Regions from separate parts of the Sus scrofa genome. Here region 1 is linked to region 2. Evidence: chromatin contacts called from public promoter capture Hi-C data. All regions are on one chromosome and are shown on one strand. Each heading gives the region's core, a stretch centred on a gene start, on an enhancer-like site or on the middle of the called end of the contact. The rest is flanking DNA. Distances are from core to core; before and after follow the strand shown. Region 1 holds the start of KIF13A (kinesin-like protein KIF13A). Region 2 has its middle 17 kb from the start of FAM8A1.

Region 1 (2,700 bases), core at 136-2,635, 360 kb after region 2:
ATTATTTTAGGGCATTTTCCCATACTACTGCGTGGAATAGAGCTGAATTAATAAGGATCCAACAGTTGTCACTTTTCAAATGCAAATATGTTGCCATCTAGTAAATACAGCCCCCTTTTAAACATGCCCCCCCATCGTCTATACAGCTCGGGGCACTACTTTTGTTTCCTTGAAAATCAAAATTCGCGCATTACCTTCAAGCATTATTTCAACCCAGCACCAAAAATAAAAAATAAAAAAAGATTTTAAATGGTCCAGGCCTGAGCCTACGTCGTACAATACTGTTTGCTTTATTGTGGGGGTGTTCCTTCCCACCTCTCATTTTACACACAAAGTTCCTTAACAGTTCTGCCAAATAAAGCAAACAGAGCAGGGGTGGAAAGAACCAAGGGCACTGGGTTCCACGAACCAGGCCTTGGGGTGGTCATCTGCCCAACTCAGGCCTCAGTTTTCGCATCTGTAAAATGTGGCCGTTGGACTCATTGTCTCAAGGGTCCCATCCTGCTCCCTCACTCTCTGGGTGCCTCGAACCCGACAGGAGGCACAGCCGACTGGTCCCGGCTCTGGCCTGGGGGCGCAGCCTGATGCCGCTCTAGGTGGGAGGGGACAACGAGGAGGGGGGCAGAGGGAGGAGAGAGGAACTTGGACTTGCCACAGCTTCAGCCAGGAGCGTGCGACAAACTTGAAGCCGACCTCCTAACAATAGGAAAGAGCACTCCCATTTTCCTGGCTCAAACTTGCAGGAGGCGGCGGGGCTGGACCCTCCCGCCCGCCCTCTCGGCACCCGCTTTACCTTTCTCCCTGTTTGGTGTTAGAAGGAGGAGGGTGCAGGACCGTTTGATTCCCTTCCATCTCCACCACGCACTTGGTGTTCAGTTCCAGTTCTGAAAGCCAAAGGCAAAACGGACGTTGCAAAGTCGAGCATCCGCGCCCGCAGCCCGCTTTCGTGCGCCGTGCGGGCTCCCCCGGGAGGCGGCCGAGCCGGGAGCCGGGAGCCGGGAGCCGGCGCGCCGGGTCCCGCGACCGGTGCGGGCGCCGCCTCCGGCCGGGCGCACCGACCCCGGCTCCGCTTCGGCCGCCCCAGCCCCGCGGCCCCGCAGTTTCCAAAGTTGCCCCCGCCCTCGGCCCGACCACACACGAAAACGAGCGGAAAGCTCCTCACCTCGTCGGTTCAGGGGCCGGACCCGGACGGCAACTTTTACCTTCGTATCCGACATGTTGGCGGCGCCCGCTCGGCCCGAGGCGGCCCCTCACGCGCGGCGCCGCCGCCGCCGCAGCCGCGCGCCCCCCGAGCGCGGCCGCCGCCGCTCCGCCGTGTGCTCCGAGAGGCAGCGCCGAGGCGCGCGGGCCATCCCGGGGGAGCGCGACGCGGGGCACGGCCGCGGCCCGGGGAGGGGCGGGCAGGCGGGCGGGCGCGCGGGGCGGGGCGCGGCGGCGGCGGCGGCGGGCGGGGAGGAGGCCGCGCCGCCCGGGCCCAGGCGCCGCTCTAGCCGCGCCGGCCCAGCCGAGCGCCAAGCGCCGCGGCCCCTCGCGGCCACCCCGGTCCCGGCCGCGCCGCCATCTTCCGCGCCTCGCGGCGTGCGCGCCCCCCGGCTCGGGGAAGCCGGGCCCGGCGGCGCCCACTGGAGCGCAGCGGATACCCGGGAGGGGACGGCGAGCGGCTGGGGGCTCGGGGCTGCTGCCACCCGGGGCGGGGCGCCCGGTTTCCCCGGGCCCGGCCTGCACCCGAGCCAGCGGGGACCCCACGGGCACCGCCTAGAACTCGAGTCACCTTCTGGGGCCGCTGTCACCCGCAGACCCAGCGCCCTTGGGCGTGCCGGGTGGGCAGGCCTTACCCACGGAAGGGAATGCGCCTCAACCGAAATGCCAGCACGCCGCCCGCTCCTCCCGCCCCGCACCGCCTGGCGCGCGCAGCGGTGTTTTCAGATCCTTATGGTGAACCAAGGCTAGAAATCAATCTGTGCCCCTACCACCGAGAGAGAGAGTGTTTGCAAATACTGCTCTCTCTTCCTTTCCCTGCCCTTGCACTTCTCTTGCCGGAGAGATGTCAAGTGGGCCAGGAGGGTCATTAACTCTTACATAACAATTTAATAGCCATGGATTTTGTCGTCCTGCCAGAGGCCGACCTCTCTGCCAGGGCTGAACTGGGCGAATCTGATGTATTCTGTGCGGCTCAACAAGTGCTTATTGGGCGCTTACTGTGTGCCAGGCATTTTGAAGTGTACAAAAGTCTAAAACCTTAGATTTAGGTCTAGGGAAATCGTTCCAGTTTGCTTGATTGTGGGAATTCAACCATCCTTAAGGTCAATGGAAATTGTACTGGGAACAACTGTGTGCAAAGTGCTGCGGAGGACACACAAAAGCGTGAATAAAGTTATGCGTCTTGTGCTGCAGACGCGCACTCTGTGGCGGGAAAAATAGCACGGAATCAGATATGACGCTGGACTGTGTAGCAGATGCGATGACAGTTTCAATTCTGTCTCCAACTGGTGCCAAGTATGAGCTTGACTCTCTCCCCACTCTTACTCTTCTTTTTTCATCACCACCCCTCCCTTCATTCTCTGTCACATCATGAAATCCTTGAATGCCTAAGACTGCAACTGAGAGTTCCGGCTGGGTGCAGTGGGTTAAGGGTCCGGCCTTGTTTCTGTGTCCGCTGGGGTTCCATTCCTCAGCCCAGCACCATGGTTTAAACGGTCC
Region 2 (2,700 bases), core at 198-2,697:
GAGCTTAGCTTTGGAAATTCCTCCACCTACTGGCTGCCTGAAGTCGCTTTGCGCTCTACGGTGTTGTGCCTTGAGTCTGCCTATTTTCAAGAATAGCACGTACCTTAGGCGAAGGCTGACACATTGATAAATCATTTTGAATTCCTAAACGAAAAAGTTCTATGATGAAGAAAGTGTATTCTTACGCTGTACAATATTTAAAAGCAGATGATAAATTTCTTAATGCTGCTTGGCGACCACTGGAGGGCAGAAAAGCATCATAAAACAATTCCCTCCAAGTTTGGCTAGAGAAGGAAAGGAGGCCTTGCATGTGAATTTCTAGAAGTTAGAAATAAAATTTTTTTCTACATTTAATCCTTCATGTGGTGCATTGAACATATTTTCAGATGAAATCTCTGGTGGTGGTGACACTTTTTTTTTTCCAAATTGTTTTCTGTCAGTATATCAGGTCAAACAAACCTTTATTCTAAAGTATACTTTAAAAACCAATTTGCCATCAGGAGGTGGGTTGGTCAAATACTACTACTAGAAATAATTGAAATGGAGTTCCTATCGGGGCTCAGCATCCATGAGAACGCGGGTTTGATCTCTGGCTTCGCTCAGTGGGTTAAAGATCCAGTGTTCTGATTGGACCCCTAGCCTGGGAACCTCCATATGTCTCGGTGCAGCCCCAAAAGACAAAAAAAAGACCAAAAAGAAAAAAAAAGAAAAAGAAAAGTTGAAATATGTTGATTAAACTCTCACTAAAAATTAGATAAGTCATTACCAAAACAGCAGTTTCATGGCTGCCGGGTTGTTAGGAATCCTTTCAGTTATCCTCACGCAACATGGATCCAATCATGGTTTAAATTATTAGCTTCTTCCCTGACAACTTCTCTTCCAAAAGAAGATGAGGCTGTAATTACTATCTCTACTTCCTCACCTTCCATGACCTCTTCAATCAGCCTTTTACCCTTCATCCCAAGAAGCTACTCAGGTAAAGCCATGGGTGACCTCTCAATAGGTGAATCCAATTCATGTTCTTTAGTTAGATGGCTCATAATCCAGCACTTGCCAACTTATACCTAAGAGGAATTTCACAGGCTATCACAGCTTCTGAAATTAAAGGAGGATGTAAGTAGCAAGAGCTAATCAACAATCTTTTTTAGGGATCTCCAGTGGCATTAAATTTATGCCGTCTCTGGATCACTAGATTCAAGTTCCCAAGACCCAGGTAAGCGCATCCAATTAGCTGAGCATGGGTCGCACACCCTTCCCATGGCTTAGAATGACAGAGCAGAATGTCCTGAAAGCCCTACCATAGCTTGAGAAAAGGGGCTTTTAAAGACTCCTCAGAGATCATTAGGGTGCAGGCAGAACTGACAACCAAACCACCAGTGCTTAGTACTCCTGAAATGACTGCAGCCAGACCTAAGATAATGAGGAGCTGAATGCCCCAGTGGCAAATAGCTCCCTGCCAACAAAAGAGCATTCATATCACTGGACTCTGACCTGGGCACTGGTTGGTAACCAAAGACGCGGAATGCTTCCAAGACTGTACAATATCCATATTTTATGACTCATCTCCAAGGGAGTTTGTTGAAAGTGAATACTTGCAAAAAGCCATAAACAGTGATGCAGACTTTCCTCCACCTCTTGGAAAATGCTGCAGGAGAGTACTTGTGAGCTGTTTGGTTCCCTGACAAGGAGAAAAACAGAATATGAACAAGTTTGGAATCCCACTCTGAATTACTATTTTGGAGTTGTAAGTAGCAGAAACAAAGGAAAAAGAAATGTCTTAGCTTGAGCAACTCTAAAATTCAAGATGGTAGTTTCAGACATAGCTGGATCCAAGAGAAAAACATATCACAAGTGCTTTCTCTGTTTCTCCATCTCTCAGTTGCACTTTTCTCTATGTCAGTTTCGCTTTCAGGCAAGGTCAATTCATGTAGTATCAAAAATGGTCACCAGCAGCTATAGGTTCATATCGTCCTTGCATGTAGCTAGCAGTTTCTTGAACCATGGGTATCTTCTTTCAGATGCCAAAATCCCAGAGATGACTATGCAGCCCACCTCAGATCACTTTCCTAACCCTGAGCCTGTGGCTCTTAGGGAATAGAATATTCTCACATGCCCGTAGTAGAGTCGGAGGGCTCCATTGGTCTCATCTGAATCATATAGATTAGCCAGAGATGCTGCAGAGCAAAAAAAATAAGTGCAAATCCTTGGAGAAACTTGTGAACAGTCTTCTTAGACTGATGCATATCTAACCACTTCCACTCACTGTTCAAGATTCAAGTCCTGGAGTTCCCATCGTGGCGCAGTGGTTAACGAATCCGACTAGGAACCATGAGGTTGCGGGTTCGATCCCTGCCCTTGCTCAGTGGGTTAATGATCCGGCGTTGCCGTGAGCTGTGGTGTAGGTTGCAGACGCGGCTCGGATCCCTAGTTGCTGTGGCTCCAGCGTAGGCTGGCAGCTACAGCTCCGATTGGACCCCTAGCCTGGGAACCTCCATATGCCGCAGGAGCGGCCCAAAGAAATAGCAAAAAGACCAAAAAAAAAAAAAAAAAAAAAAAAGATTCAAGTCCTATTGAGACAAAAATCTGATTAGCCCAGTTGCAAGGAGGAGAGGGTGGATTGGTGGAAATGTGTTTGTTGGACAGACCTACTCTTACAAGAATTGAAAGGATGCGGAAGGGATCCAAAAGTAATCCAAAGCA

Evidence for each region. Promoter capture Hi-C pulls out the DNA fragments that hold promoters and counts their contacts.
Region 1: a contact with region 2 is called in a promoter capture Hi-C map of liver, with 7 times the contacts expected there. The contact joins the promoter of KIF13A here to the enhancer-like site in region 2. A contact is called at or near these places in 1 of 5 promoter capture datasets (liver), 5 of 47 Hi-C or Micro-C datasets (embryonic fibroblasts, fetal skeletal muscle, liver and 2 more) and 1 of 2 datasets of contacts at active chromatin or transcription factors (skeletal muscle).

Annotation. Positions count from the first base shown.
Region 1 is chr7:13,715,459-13,718,158 of Sscrofa11.1, forward strand. KIF13A (kinesin-like protein KIF13A) reads right to left here and starts at 1,386. Exons shown (of 40, transcript XM_021100220.1): 1 at 1,163-1,386; 2 at 794-884. The coding sequence starts at 1,217.
Region 2 is chr7:13,359,869-13,362,568 of Sscrofa11.1, forward strand. No RefSeq gene overlaps it. Among named protein-coding and RNA genes, the nearest start is that of FAM8A1, 17 kb to the right of the region's middle. Within about 2 kb of position 1,448, at least 3 of the 83 cell types and tissues checked have an H3K27ac peak or open chromatin away from gene starts, as enhancers often do. A contact at or near this core is called in liver, where this site is marked.